Linked DNA regions of Mus musculus: all the other regions are linked to region 1. The links are chromatin contacts, called in public HiChIP or PLAC-seq and promoter capture Hi-C maps. All regions are on one chromosome and are shown on one strand. The core of a region is the stretch at or near the end of the contact, and the rest is flanking DNA. Distances in the headings are between cores, read along the strand shown. Region 1 holds the start of Itfg1 (integrin alpha FG-GAP repeat containing 1). Region 2 overlaps Lonp2 (lon peptidase 2, peroxisomal). Region 3 holds the start of Siah1a (siah E3 ubiquitin protein ligase 1A). Region 4 holds the start of Lonp2 (lon peptidase 2, peroxisomal).

Evidence for each region. Promoter capture Hi-C pulls out the DNA fragments that hold promoters and counts their contacts. HiChIP or PLAC-seq counts read pairs in DNA pulled down with a chosen protein or histone mark.
Region 2: a contact with region 1 is called in an H3K27ac HiChIP or PLAC-seq map of large pre-B cells, with 3 times the contacts expected there. The contact joins the enhancer-like site here to the promoter of Itfg1 in region 1. A contact is called at or near these places in 5 of 39 promoter capture datasets (the 3T3-L1 cell line, the C10 cell line, liver and 1 more) and 1 of 115 datasets of contacts at active chromatin or transcription factors (large pre-B cells).
Region 3: an H3K27ac HiChIP or PLAC-seq map of embryonic stem cells shows a contact between it and region 1, with 6 times the contacts expected there. The contact joins the promoter of Siah1a here to the promoter of Itfg1 in region 1. A contact is called at or near these places in 10 of 39 promoter capture datasets (the 3T3-L1 cell line, HPC-7-derived erythroid cells, embryonic stem cells and 4 more), 1 of 484 Hi-C or Micro-C datasets (embryonic stem cells), 4 of 115 datasets of contacts at active chromatin or transcription factors (astrocytes, cardiomyocytes, embryonic stem cells and 1 more) and 3 of 9 other capture datasets (adipose tissue, embryonic stem cells and liver).
Region 4: a promoter capture Hi-C map of embryonic stem cells shows a contact between it and region 1, with 5 times the contacts expected there. The contact joins the promoter of Lonp2 here to the promoter of Itfg1 in region 1. A contact is called at or near these places in 16 of 39 promoter capture datasets (the 3T3-L1 cell line, 3T3-L1-derived adipocytes, the C10 cell line and 9 more), 1 of 15 datasets of contacts at CTCF or cohesin (the NIH/3T3 cell line), 4 of 484 Hi-C or Micro-C datasets (CD8 T cells, embryonic stem cells and muscle stem cells), 12 of 115 datasets of contacts at active chromatin or transcription factors (DN3 thymocytes, bone marrow-derived macrophages, embryonic forebrain and 8 more) and 3 of 9 other capture datasets (adipose tissue, liver and macrophages).

The regions. Positions count from the first base shown.
Region 1 is chr8:85,839,078-85,842,463 of GRCm38.p6, forward strand. It overlaps Itfg1 (integrin alpha FG-GAP repeat containing 1), which reads right to left and starts at 1,872. Exons shown (of 18, transcript NM_028007.3): 1 at 1,457-1,872. The coding sequence starts at 1,661. Phkb (phosphorylase kinase beta) reads left to right here and starts at 1,911. Exons shown (of 32, transcript NM_199446.2): 1 at 1,911-2,026.
Region 2 is chr8:86,688,335-86,691,872 of GRCm38.p6, forward strand. All of the region lies in intron 11 of Lonp2 (lon peptidase 2, peroxisomal), which reads left to right. Among named protein-coding and RNA genes, the nearest start is that of Gm22305, 19 kb to the left of the region's middle. Within about 2 kb of position 2,272, at least 20 of the 459 cell types and tissues checked have an H3K27ac peak or open chromatin away from gene starts, as enhancers often do.
Region 3 is chr8:86,744,548-86,747,924 of GRCm38.p6, forward strand. Siah1a (siah E3 ubiquitin protein ligase 1A) reads right to left here and starts at 1,459. Exons shown (of 2, transcript NM_009172.2): 1 at 1,270-1,459. It overlaps Gm10638 (predicted gene 10638), which reads left to right and starts at 1,152. Exons shown (of 1, transcript NR_027829.1): 1 at 1,152-2,513.
Region 4 is chr8:86,622,649-86,626,126 of GRCm38.p6, forward strand. It overlaps Lonp2 (lon peptidase 2, peroxisomal), which reads left to right and starts at 1,395. Exons shown (of 15, transcript NM_025827.3): 1 at 1,395-1,768. The coding sequence starts at 1,536.

The DNA.
Region 1 (3,386 bases), core at 622-3,121:
GTACTGTTTCTATAAGAAAGCTTTTACTCTGACCTAGTCAGACAGCACTGCCAAGAATACTCATACAAATCTAATGGAACATGGAAAAGAAAAGTATGGAAAAGGATACTTGTTCAAGGCAATGTGACGCCATGGGATTCAATTAAGGGCCAGGTGGCATAATTCAAAAGAAGCATCCATATAAAGAGCACACCTTAAACTATACTGTTGTATACTGAGTATGAGACCCAAGTTTGATCTGCAGCAATACAGAAAACACCCCCCCCCCCCCACACACACCCTTATTTATACTGTGCTACTGTTAAGTCTTGTGTTTTCCACATCCAATCAGGTCTCCCTCATAGGCTGTTATCATCATACCAAGGATCCAGGAATTCCTACTAAAACATCTACTCACAAGTTACAAGGATATAAGTCAACACATAAGCAGAAAAAGCAGAGCCCTCCACACTTCCCCCTTTGCTTCCACATGGATGGGTCAATTAATGTTCATTGGGACAGACTTTCAGAAACGCTTAATCAAGCACAGGATATCTTCAATGTCTCTGTATCTAGTTTGGATAGATTAGCTACAGACTTTGAGTATTCTTGCAATGTGGGTAATCATTCAAATAGAGGAAAAACCATCCAGGTCTTATAAGAGGTTCTGGGGTCCTGGAAAGAGCACTCAAAAGACCTTGTCAGGATCCTGCCAGTCAGCTTTGTAGGGGCTTTAAACTTTATTCATGGCCTTGGTCCTTAACCACCAACCGATGCACTTGGTCAGCATCAGACATTTTTTCTTTTAAGGCTTAATGTGGTTAATGAACTTTCAATGGCAAGTTGGATGAAGACTATAGCAGTACTCAAGATGAGGAGGGGCCAGATGTACACTAAGCTAAGGCACCTTATGCTGGAGAAGTCTGAAGTTTGAGAATGTATGACCAAGGAGGCACTGCGTTTATCAGCAGTTAACAACAACAGAGGCTGGTGTGAGTGGTGGAGAATTTGGTGCCTGAGGAAGGCACAGTGCCTTTAAAGATCTTAACACAAGGAAGGGCAGAATTAGTAGGAGGTGAAGGCAGAACATCTCTCACAAGAAACTGTCAGCTTGCATGTTTTCTCATCAAAGGGGGTGGAAGATTGGAAAAAAGACGGGAAAGCAAATGCTTAGACCAGAAACCAAGGTTCTTAGAAATCTGGAAGACCTTTGGCAGGCAGGTGATCATTCGCCATATGAAGGCTAGAGGTTTCTAGATGAAGGGAGGTTGGTGTGTTCTTAAGGGTTGGGCTGATGGTCAAGCCGCGGGGTTACTGAGTTAGGACCGAGGGTTGATAAAAACAGGGGAAAGCTGTCCCTGTGCTGAAGATAAAGGGAGAGCCAGAAGACTGGGAAATGCAAGAGGTAGGGTAACAGGAATCAGGGGGCGTGGGTACACCGGGAGGGGCAGACAGAGGAGGGCCGGCAAGCACTGACTTTCCCGCAGCACGAAGAGGTCCGTCTGTTTGTCGGAGTTGAGGTCACCGAAGGCCGCCAGGGTGCCCCAGGCCTCAGCCCCAAAGAGCTCGGCCGTGACGTTGTGCAGAGCCCGCGCCGGGGCAGGCCCAACGCTCAGCAGCGCGAGCCCCAAGAACAGCGGGGCCAGCACCGCCCTGGCGCTAGGAAGCCGGCCTGCCGCCATGGCGCCTTCGGCCCGGCCGGCCTCCGCCGCGCTTGACGGCAGCCGCAAAGCACCGTGCGACTGACCGGCCGACCGAGAAAAGACTCGGGGTGCGGCCTCACGGGCAGCCCCTCGCTGCACTCTCACGCTGCCCTGGGGCTGTTTCTCCGACGACCAAGACGCCGAGGAGCTAGGGCGGCGTCTGCCCGGGAACTCACTTCCGGCTGTCGTGCCTCCCGACAGTGTCGCGCGAGGGGGCGGGGCCGGGCCGGCCTCGCTGACTGGCAGCTGGGGTGGTGGGCACTGTGCGATGGCGGGGGCTGAGGGACTCATGGCTGAAGTAAGCTGGAAGCTCTTGGAACGAAGAGCCCGGGCCAAGCGCTCAGGTTTGACTGCCTGTGACCACAACCTTCCCCCTCCTGGGTACAGGGGGTGGTGCTCCTCCGCAAGTCCCCTGGAGGGAGGCAGGTGGGATCTGTCCTGGGGATCAACTTGCTTCCTTAAGTTGGCTCCAGAAAGCAATAGGTTTCTCTTGCTGCCCTGCTCTTGTCCATCTTGGTCCCCATTCCCCAATCCCTGCACTTCCCCCATTTAGATAACGTCTGTCTTTCTCCCCCAAGTTATTTCCTCTCCAAAGTTAGTGATAAGCTGACTTCTCCAGAAACTTTGCCGAGTAAGTCAGCTAGTGACAAGTTCTTTGGAACCTGAACGCTCTTGCTCTGCAAAAAGTAGACCTCCATTTTTAGTGAGGTCCTAAAGAGCTGGCGACTACTTTTGTCTCATATGCCCCCTTCACATTCCTCAGTAATTTTTAGCTGCAGCCAGTTCTGTGTGTCAGAAATTGAGGAAGACGGTTTGTGCCACAAGTTAAGTTAGTGTACAGTTATGACTCAGAATGAAATTGGCCCCTTCCCTAGCCAAATGGTCCCACCACCTGTAGCTTCTAGTTGTGGTTCCCAACCACGGAGATTAAAAAGCCAGCAGTCCGAGTGTCCTGAACTGACTTGTTCAAATTGCAAAGTCACACTGGCGTTTTAAAAGTTAGTACTCCTGATTAATAACTTTCCAGAGAGCCAGCAGTGAAACTGCCACTTTTGAAATTGGATACAATCTTGGGGGAAAAAATGTGTCCTTAAACACGAGAGGTGGGGGACAAGAAATGTTCAACCAAGAACCTTTCCCTTGTCAAAGATTGACGAAAGATTGTAGAAAAGTACTGTATTTGTTAAAGTATTGCCAATTTCATTCCATTTGAAATCTTAAAATTTTTGTGTGTTTATTTACTTAGGACTTAGGGTTGTAATGGAACAAACACATGAAAAGTAAGAGAAATTTTTAGAAAGCAGTTGACTCAAGTTCAGAGTCAGTAGAATTATTTGAAACAGTTGTAGGGATATTTGTTGCTTATATTTTCTTTTATTGTGTCATATAGAAATTTTGAGTTGGTTATTAACACTGTTGCTGTGGGAATAGAAAAAGTGCTATTAGGTTGTTCTGGGCAAAGAGAATAACTAGTCTTTTGCCAGGGTCTTTAACCGTCCTCTCAACCCCCAACATGTATTTTTGCAACACAGTTTTGCAACATAGTAATCCTATAGGGTCTATTTTCTCTTCAAGTCTTTATTTTACTCAAATATATGTCACAACAGCAAGTGTTGAAAACCGTATTTTTCTTAATAGGGTAAATTCTGCTTAACTATTGTTGAATGCAGTTTCTTAAACCTAGTCTCAGCCATAGTAGATACT
Region 2 (3,538 bases), core at 1,022-3,521, 850 kb after region 1:
TTTTAGTTTTTGTTTATTTGGTGCTGGGAATTGAACTTAGGGCCCTACACATGCTAGGCAGGAACCCTATCAGTGAACTATATTTGCAGACCAGGTTTAAATATCTTTTTTTTAAAGCAATTACCTTGTGTCACTCCGTTTATATGCCTTATCTCCACATATCATAAAAGCCTCACAAAATCAGTACAGAGCTGTTCCATTTTATGAAGGAGGAATTGGCTATCAGAGGAGATGACCTGTTCAGAATCATACAGCAAGCAACTCATGCATCTGAGCTCAACCAGGTTAACCTCAAATCATGCTGGTCTTCATAGCCAACATCTGGGGTACATTTCTGCCCCCCACAAGTGTCCAGGACTCTGCCACAGCTATGGGAGTAAGTTTTGAACACTGAAGGATTAACAGGGCAAGGTGAACCCCTTACAGAATTGTGTATTACAAGGGAGATTCAGGGGTCACACCTTGGCTTCATCTTTCTTAAGACCAACAGGCCACTGTGTTAGTTACTTTCCTGTTGCTGTGACAGAATACCTGACAGAACAAAGTTAAGGAAGAAAGGGTGGATTTTTTTCGCCATTTAAGAGGCAGTCAATCATGATGGTTGGAAGCTTTCAGCCAACTCCTGGAGTCCCTAATGGATCAATAAGCAGAGAACAAGGAATGCTGGGAGTGAGAGGGGTACATTTTGTAATCCATTCTGATCTCAAATGTACCATCTTTCTACCTCAGCCTCCCCAAAACTAGGATTACAGGCAAATGGCACTGTGCCCAACAGTGTACTACTTGAAGAGGAGTTTCAAGTGACTGTCCTCCAAGCCAAGCAACCATTAGCTGGAGAGATTTAGCCATACTCCCTTGTTTCCTACCGAGTTTTGTGTACAACTCTGCCTTAATTGCATGTGGCCTGGAAGAGGGGCTAAAGTACATAGATTCGGTAAGAATGGTGGAGAAGGGCACTCTATCAGTACAGATACAGGCAAGCCTACATCTCTGCTGGGTAAAGGTTTCCCTGTGGTGGCTTGCCAGGGTAGGAATACTTACACCCATCACCTACACTCTGTAAGGAAGCTCAGTAGACTCAAAGGTTACCCAGTGTGAACATTTGTGGAGTTATATCTTGGGTTGTCACTGGACCTTAAGGAGAAGGAGTAGGCTCTGCTTATGTCTCCCCTGAGAAGGAGTTTTAGCAACAAGAGAAGACACAAATCTACTCTGTATCCAGTTTTAGTGTATGAGCAGCATTTATTCTGAGGATTTTATACATTTAATTTCTGTTGATACAGCCCCATTTCCCAGAGAATAATTTGTTGAGAATTCTAGAGAAATCCTGTCTTTGGGTGTTGAGAGAGAGTAGAAATTTCTGTGACACAAAAGCAGTAAGAATAGGTTTGGTCCACTGTTCAGTGGCCTTGAGGGGGAAAAAAAAAATCTATAAAGACCCCTAAATGAATGAATCTTTAGCAAAAGTTGAGACATTTGTCAGCCTTCAATGTGGATCTTGTTCTTGTTTGAAGACATAAAAACTTCATTCATGGGGCTGGAGAGTTGGCTCTGCAGTTAAGAGCACTTCCTGCTCTTGCAGGGGAAGCAGAAGATTTGCTTCCCAGAACCCACAGTGTGGCTCACGGCCGTCTGTGACTCCAGTCCACAGAACCCACAGTGTGGCTCACGGCCATCTGTGACTCCAGTCCACAGAACCCACAGTGTGGCTCACGGCCATCTGTGACTCCAGTCCACAGAAGCTGATGCCCGCTCTTGACCTCTATAGGCACCAAGCACAGAAGTGGAAGACAGACGTATATAAGCATATGTCTCTTAATAAAACTTTTTTTAAGGCACCTTTTTTATTTTTAGTGAAGAAAAAGTAATTAGAAGGCTTCTAGTTACATATAAGTCCTCAAACATTTTAACCTACCTTCATGCCTTTCTTTCTGGGTGGATTTAGAATGAAGAGAATGATTTGTATATCTGCCTCCATACACCAAAACCACATGCTTTGGGGTGCTCATTTTAGATTTACAAGACTCAGAAGTGAGTAGTTTCTAGAGTAGTGCCTGGGTCTAATGGGAAGGTTGTGACAAGTCATCATTTCTGTATCTTTGTGGGCGCTAATAAAGCTAACCTCCATTGTCCTGATCTTCAGACTGGGCAGCTTGGAACTCTGCCTGTTGCCAGCAAGTTTGCTCATTGAAAAGCTGTAGCAGTCATTGCAGTCTCAGACACTTTCGTTATCAGAAGAACATTTTACCAACACTGAAGTTTCTTACTCAAGACCCAGGTTACATAAACAGGGCGTGGAAGTGTGGATTCTGTTTCACATTTTCAGTGTTGGAAGTCCTCCTTCATCTTGTCAGGTCGTTCCTGCCCTTTGATTACATTGGTAGCTCAGAACAATTGGAAATCTGCCTCGGTCATGGGACTGAGGTTCCTGGTGGGGAATATGGATTTCAGAGACACTTTAATTTTTCAAGACACTTGGCTTGCTGATAAAGATTGGGGGCTTTTGTAGCCTTCTGCAAACTAAAATGATAAATTCTAGGCCCAGAGACAGAAAGCTTCCATGGTAAATCCTATGTGTTTAGTAGCAGAGTGTGGTGTCTAAAATTCAAAATCAGACAGTATTCTAATGTTGAAATGAAATACGTTATTCACATCTGCCAATATCATGAAGACATACTAAATATTTCTTCCTGAGCCTGATTGCTGGTCTGTGTACTGGACGCTATCTTCGGAGATCTGAGGGGCTCTAGCCTGACCTGAGCAGCTAAGGAGTTGCACTCTCCAAAGGAAGGGGAAGGGGAGTCAGTCTTCCGAAGCCTCCACTGCTCCAGAGTCTGTGCCATTGGGCAGGACGCTACACAGCAGGTGCTGCAAGCCAGGAGTTGGAGTCAGATCTATATGTGCTGCTGTTGCTCCTGAGGGACACTACAAGGGGCCCACAAGCTGTCAGCTTGGTGACTAGGAGCTAAGTTTGGGGCCACCAATCGGGAAGTGACTGCAGCTTCCAGCAGTGAAAGCTTTAGAAGTGAACTCTCTTCCCCAAAGTGCTACAGCTCTATACGACAGACACTCTCAGACAGTCTTTGATGTGTTTTATTCCTTGTGGGTAGGATCTTATATACATTTTGGGGTGGGGTGGGGTGGGGTTCAAAGGCAGATGCTTTCTATTGGCTTGGTCTGAGATGTTAGGGATGCCTCATCTGCGTGTGGAGGGCCTTCAGGTGTTGCCCCTTCGTGACTGATTGTCACAGTCCTCTCCATGGGGTGTCATGGCCTTGTGTTCCAGGACAGAAGCCTGGTTGGGAGTAGATGAAACACCTACCATCCTCTGGTATGAAGGTACTGGGGTTTCTGAATCCAGTCGACCTTACCAAGTTTGCTGTTTGATGGCTCGGTTCACTGCCCCACAACTGATATTTGCACCAATTTACCAATTGTTCCCATATGGGTACTGGCCTGGCTCTGAACAGTGGTTGCCTTTGTATGCAGATGGAATGCGAGCTGCAATGAAGAGAAAACTAGCCCCACTAAGCTACAA
Region 3 (3,377 bases), core at 209-2,708, 910 kb after region 1:
GGTAACAACACTAATTAAAGGGAGTCACTGTCCTACTTTTCCAAGTTAGGTAATTGAAGTCCTTGAAAGTGAACTGATCCATAAACTAAACCTGCTTAAAGGAAACTTCAGTGACTTTCCAAATTCCACCACGCATTCACATCCCTTATCGCTCAAATCCCCAAATTCCATCATCTCACAAAGCATAGCATTCTGTCCTCTAAACCCTTTCATTTCTTAAAACAGTAAAACCCAAATACTAACCCGGTTTTATATAACCCGATTTCAAACATTTTGGGCTATGTACTTCCAACGCATCCATGCCAAAATAACTTAAGCGAATTTTATGAGGCAAGGACCTTTAGCAGTAATCATTTACTGTAATAGCTTAGCACTTACTAAGAGCTCTCTGCACATCAACTATTTCCCATCTCATCGGTTCTCAATAGGCTTGAGACAAATACTCTCCATCAGACCCATTTTGCAGATTAGCAAAATGAAGCACCAAAATCGTGCCCAAGGTCACAAACCCGTGGGGCAGGATTGGAATCAAAGCAGGAGGGCAGAGTTCGGAGCCCATGCTCCAAGCGCTTTTACAAGTTAACATTTCACCCTGGACAATAGCCTAGCAAGAAATGGTAAATGCTCAACGCTAGAAAGAGCAGTAAGATCCCTGTCCTACATCCACGTTCAGGGCTTCCATGACTTTGACAAATCAGCTACATGGCCTCATTTACCGAATGCACAAATGTAACTCTTATGCCAGGGCAAACAAATTCTGTATCTTTCCAGGAACAGACGGTCCGCAGCGGCCCAGGGCGTACACACTAAGTTGCATCTGGGAGCTTGGAGGGACCCCGAACTATCCCGCAAAGGAAGCTGGGCGGAGCAAGGCTTAGGCTTAAAGGCTGGAGCTGCCCAGGCGGGCGTCCGCGCGCTCGCTCGTGGCGACATAAACAAGGGAGGAGGCTGCGTTCTTCCCCGCACAATAAAGGCGCGGGTCCGGGGGAGGCCGCCCTCCCGGAGCCGCCGAGGCAAGGCCCGACCGCGGCCCGCGAAGCGCGCGGCTGACCTCCGCCATGTTGGCCGTACACCGGGCCACACAACAAAGACTGAGCGAGGGCGCGGGCCGTAGTCTCGGCGCGCCCGCCCGCCCTCCGCCTCCCGGAGCCGCCGCTGTCGGCTGGGCCCGCCCGGAGAGGCCGAGACAAAGGCGCCGCGGCTCCGCGAGGGGACCCGCCGGCCCTCCCCGGGCCGCGGCCAGCTCCTCCCTCCAGGCCGCCCGCTTACCTGTGGGCGGAGAGCGCGCCGCGGACCCCGGCCCCGTCTAACGCGCCCGGTCGCCAGCTGCCGCCGCCGCCACCGCCACCGCCACCGTCACCGCCGCCACCGCGGGCCGCGCCTCCACCTCTCCCGGCACCGAGACCGACGGGACACCCTGGGCCGCCGCCCTCGAGAGCGCGCCCGCCCGGCAGCCCGGCTTCCCTGCCGCCGCCGCCGCCGCCCCGCGCGCTCTCGAGCTCGCCGCGCGCGCCCGCTAAGTACCACACACTGCGGCGGCCGCCATGAGCGGGAGCGCGCACCGAACCCGGCTGGGCGGGGCTTCCCACGGCCACGCACGCGCAGAAGCGGCTGGCGGCTGCTGCCCGCACTCGGTGGCGGTTGGCGTCGAGACGCTTCGGTTACCGGAGCAGCGTCCCGAGCATCCCCACGAGGCGGCTGCGCTGTCTCGGGCCGTTACTGTGGGATTGACTGGGTTCGCGCCGTCCTCTCTCCGGGTCCGCGGTCTGTAGCGGCCTCCACGACCCCACTCCTGGAGGAGAAGAGGGCCGCGCCTCCCGGTAGGCTCGTTGAAAGCTGGCCAGTAAGAAGCACGCCTTTAAGTCCACTTTCCCACTCATCTGGGAAGCTGATGTTGGGGACTGTCCACCCTGCTGCTTTAGGTTAAAAAACGGAGCCGTGCACTAGGCAAGCAGAAGCAGGATCTTCACAAGTTTGGGGCCAGTCTGGTTTATACAGAGTTTTCTGGGACTTCCCGGGGAGACCTTTTATCCAAAATAAATGAAGACCTCATCTCAAGGGTTACGGGTGCTTTCGTGAGGAGTGGTTGCCTGGGCTGAGACTCAGTCCCCAGTTGCGAGTGAAGGGGTAGAAACCTTTAGATTTGATTCTGGGGTGTGGGATTGTGTGGAGGTCAGAGGACGAGTTGCGAGTGCTGGGGGTGGAGCGCAAGTGGCCAGCCTTGGTGGCAGGGCCTCTGCTGAGCCATCTCGCAGAGTCCCCGTTAGTCTTTCCATGGATGCCTCTGTCTGACTAGGTTAACCGAATGTAAGGCGTTTACAAATCCTGAGCAGATTTTCAGGGAAGAACTGTAGAAATGCAATGCTGTGAGAAAAGTACTTTTTCTATGGGGTTTCAAGAAAGGAAGAAAAGTCTCCTCTCAGCCTTCCATCAGCACAAACTCCGCCCTCTTCCAGAACTCAAATTTGTTCTCAATGAATGTTCAGCTTTCCTCAATGTATTTGTAATCTGTGCTTGTGTTGATATTTCTATTCTCGATCTAGTATCTCACTGTAGCCCTTCCTCTGAGACCATTAGCACAACCAAACAGTTGAGAATGTAAATTAATTAAGTTAAAAGCACCATATACTACAAATCTGTTGGTCCCCAAAGCTCAACAGCCAGATAAGGAGCTTGCATTATGTAGGTTCATGAAGATTGTCGATATTAGTGGTGTTCTTGTTCATTTAAAATACTTGATTTACATAGGGAGTCTAAGATAACCCATCATAAACTCTGCTTTGTCATGAAACTTACCAAGTAGGAAGTCATACATTCACTCTCATATTCGTTGGACAAATGATAATTATCAACTAGTCCTGAGAATACTAAATCATCAACTAGTCCTGAGGATATTAATCATCAACTAGTCCTGAGAAACTAAGCTAGGCACTTAAGTATTATCTAGCAGGAGACACAAATATAAACTTACTGCTACCACTGTGAGAGAAAAAATTCCCAAAACAAGTGCCTGGTACTAATGAAATATCTAACTCAAGTGTGTGAGAACACAGGTGTCTACCACAAAACCAAAAGACAAGAAGCAATTAACAAGATTGGGGGAAGGCTGTAAAAGGTAGAGACATTAAGGAAGTAGAAAAACAATTCTGAAGATAACCTGTGACTGTCCACTTCTCCACTATTGGTTTTTTTCTTAGTGGGTGAGCTGAGGAGGAGAGGGTGTGAGGTCTCTGGGTGCTTAGAGGCCTATGGAGTTCAGAGAAAGCTATGCTTTGAGGACCAAGGCACTCTAGTGCTTTTCCTAAGGGACAATATTTCTCATCCTGTTGACACCAAAAAAAGAATTCACGGAGGCTTTGAAGTTTGAAGTGGGCTGT
Region 4 (3,478 bases), core at 145-2,644, 780 kb after region 1:
TATGAAGTTCCTGTTTTACTCTAAAAACAACTTTTGTGTGACAATTACATGGTTCTGCACAGCTGTTTGGGGTTCAGTCTACAAGAGGCTAGACCTCTTGGCTGCCTGCAAGGCCATATATCATCCTGGAATGACTCTTTTTCTTTGGCCATATGTGTGACTCAGTTAAGACCCTGTCCTAGGAGACCAAGAAAATAATAAAATCAAAAAATTAATTTATTAAACAAAAATAAGTCCAGACATTAGTATGCACACAAAACACTTGTTGCTTTTAGGATATGTATGCATGATAAAAATAAATAAAGTTTTTTTAAAAAATATGCCCCAAGGTTTTTAAGATGGTCATAGTTTCCTCATAAAATACCTACCATGTTCAGAGCCCTTGGTCCAATCCCAAGTACCATTTTTAAAAAGACACCAGGAATCTCAGAGTATAAGTCCTCTACTCTCCAGATAAGACTCTTAATAAAAAGGTAAGTTATTGTATATATTTTTTCTTTATATTACTCCCAAAGTCTATCTCAAGATATCTACACAATGCATACTTGATGAGTGTGTCACAACCAAGATCATCACCTACCAGTTCACCCTCCCTCTAGACCTCAGTGACTCAGACCACAACCTAGAATCTATCATCCAAATTGTGACCTTCTACAAATAATTGAATGCCCCTTTTTTAAAAGTATCTGTTTAAAATACTAATAAAATAAAGCAAAGATGGAAGCAATATCACAGACTTAAGAGATCCAGGAGATAAACAAAGTGAAAAATTAAGGACGATAGTAAAACCCACCAGCTTGGGAGAAGGTCTATGGATTAGGTAATGGTAATACTAATTTCCTGGGTTATGTGAACCATGGTTATGCAACATAATAGGGAAAACCGAGTGAGAGGTATAGGATACTTGTTAAAATATAAAATCTATTCAATAAAAAGGTTTAAAAATGTCTAGTGCACACCGTCCTTCTCAACATTCCTTCCGAATTTAAATGCAGGCACTGTTCATGCTGTCTGTGCACCAGGTTTGCTTGTCGTCTGGCATCACTGGTTCAGAGAGAAGGGCTGAGCGAAGCGACAGAAATTGGGTATCTCTGGGCTAGCGGGGAGCGGAGGTGTTTAATGTAGGGACCAGCCTGGGGATGCAGCCAGAAATTGAGGGGTTTGGGTCTAGGGGCGGAGCCAGAAGCCGCTACGCTTTAGCTTTGGGGGGGGGGGGGGGGGGAGAGTGACAGACCGGAAGGCTTAGCCGCTGCGGCCTCCGGAAGGGTTGTGGGCGGGCCCGGAAACAGCAGCACATGGCCCGGGGGCGAGTCCGAAGCGTCCGGGCAGAAGTCTGGGAGCCTGGAGAAGGGGCGGGGCCGGAAGCGGCGGCAGGCCTGGGGACCGGAGCCTGGGGAAGGGGCGGTGCCGGAAGCGGCGGCACTCAGGCCTGGGGGCGGGCCGTCGAGTGACGGCTGCGGTGCGTTCGGCGAAGGAAGTGTAGAGTTCGTACTTGGGAGTCCTCCTGACACCTCTGGTGTTGACGACCAGTGGCCATGTCCTCCGTGAGCCCCATCCAGATCCCCAGCCGCCTTCCGCTGCTGTTGACCCACGAGAGTGTGTTGCTGCCTGGCTCCACTATGCGCACAAGTGTGGACACGGCCCGCAACTTGCAGCTGGTGCGGAGCCGCTTGCTCAAGGGCACGTCGTTGCAGAGCACCATTCTAGGAGTCATCCCCAACACACCCGACCCGGCCAGCGACACGCAGGACCTGCCACCATTGCACAGGTAGGCCCGCCGGGCACTCGGAGGGAGGCCCTCCGGGACTCGCGCCCCGGCGGCCTGTGAGCGGAGTTGTGGCTCAAGTCTCCCCAGCGTGAAAAGTGGGAGGGACGCTTTTCGCCAGTGACCGTTAGTGAGCCGGATCAGTCACGGAGCAATGCCTGACACGGGTGGAAACTCTGTGCAGTTCATTTGCTGCCTGTTGCTGGTGCTTATCTGATGTGAATTCGTGTCCTACATAGCCTTCTTCACCGCCCAGCGCCCGGGCCCCTCCCCCATACCACCTTTCACCCTGTCCCCTTTCTTTCAGTCAACCTCCGGTCATGTTCTCCAGCTGAAACATTATAAATCTAGATCTATCTATCTATCTATCTATCTCTCTCTCTCTCTCTCTCTCTCTCTCTCTCTCTCTCTCTCTTTCTTTCTTTCTTTTTCCTGCTCATGCCTAAACTACGCAGTTAACTTTTGGGTGCTTTGTTTTACATGTTGTTACCTATTTTCTCTATTCCCCGACGGCCTCCCCTTCATGAAGGGCCATTCCTGTTAGCATTTTCCTTGGGGTCTCCCACTACAGTCTTCCCAGCCTCTAGGCTCACCTTTGCTCCTTCCTGGCATTTTTATCTTAGGCCCGGGGGATGTCACTGGATAGCCCTGTGTCCCGGCTCTGGTTCGTTGACTTGGGTGGTAGATTTCACCTGCGTCTGACTCTTCCCCTGTGATTTCCCATGTCTCTTAGGTGTGTCTTGAAGGTCCATCTGTGCAGACTGGTTTGCCCCATGCTTCCCTGGACTGCACAGTGATTGTGCGTATAGAGCACTTGAAGTGTGCATGCTCTAATATGAGTTTTAACACTAGAGTGCATGTGTGCCCAGAAAGGCTGTCAATTCTAGGCAGCTCAAGGCAGTTGGTCACCCTAAATGTGTCATAAATGTACAGTGCACACTATAGTTTGAGAAAACGTGAATTTCCTTTTTCTTTTTCGAGACAGGGTTTCTCTGTGTGGCCCTGGCTGTCCTGGAACTCACTCTGTAGACCAGGCTGGCCTTGAACTCAGAAATCCGCCTGCCTCTGCCTCCCAAGTGCTGGGATTAAAGGCGTGTGCCACTGCCCTGCTTAATTAATGTTACATAGAATAAATGTTACAATGTTAATATTCTGACCACTTCACCTAAAATCACCTGTGGATACTAAAATCACGAGTATGGCTTGTATTTTTATTGGACAGTACTAGTCTATAGTGTGTCTTAGCAGATGTTATCTTTAAGCTCTTTTCTCAAGTTCTTGCTCAATGTATTGATACTGAAGAGCAGGTTGGAGAGCCTCCTTCCCCTCCTTATTTTCAAATGAAGGGTTCCTGGCTCTGAATGGATTTCATAAGTGTGACTGACTACATTAGACAACTTGGAGCTTTTCTTCATGTTTCCAAAGGAGGCCTGTAGCTCTTTAAAAACAAAATAAACAGTAAAGCATGAAACAAACGCACAACTCAATAATGGTTTACATTGTATCATCATGGAAAAAAAAAACTGACACCCATTTGAACTATTCTTGGCTGTTGCCTAAATAAGATTGGACACTATAAAGTTTCAGTATTTTATTGTAGCAAATTATATTTAGTACTAGTCTCCTAGCATATTACCTCATTCCTTAAACCTCTGTTTATTTCTCCCATATTATTTTACAACCACTTAGTTGAGACAGAAATTCTCGTGATTA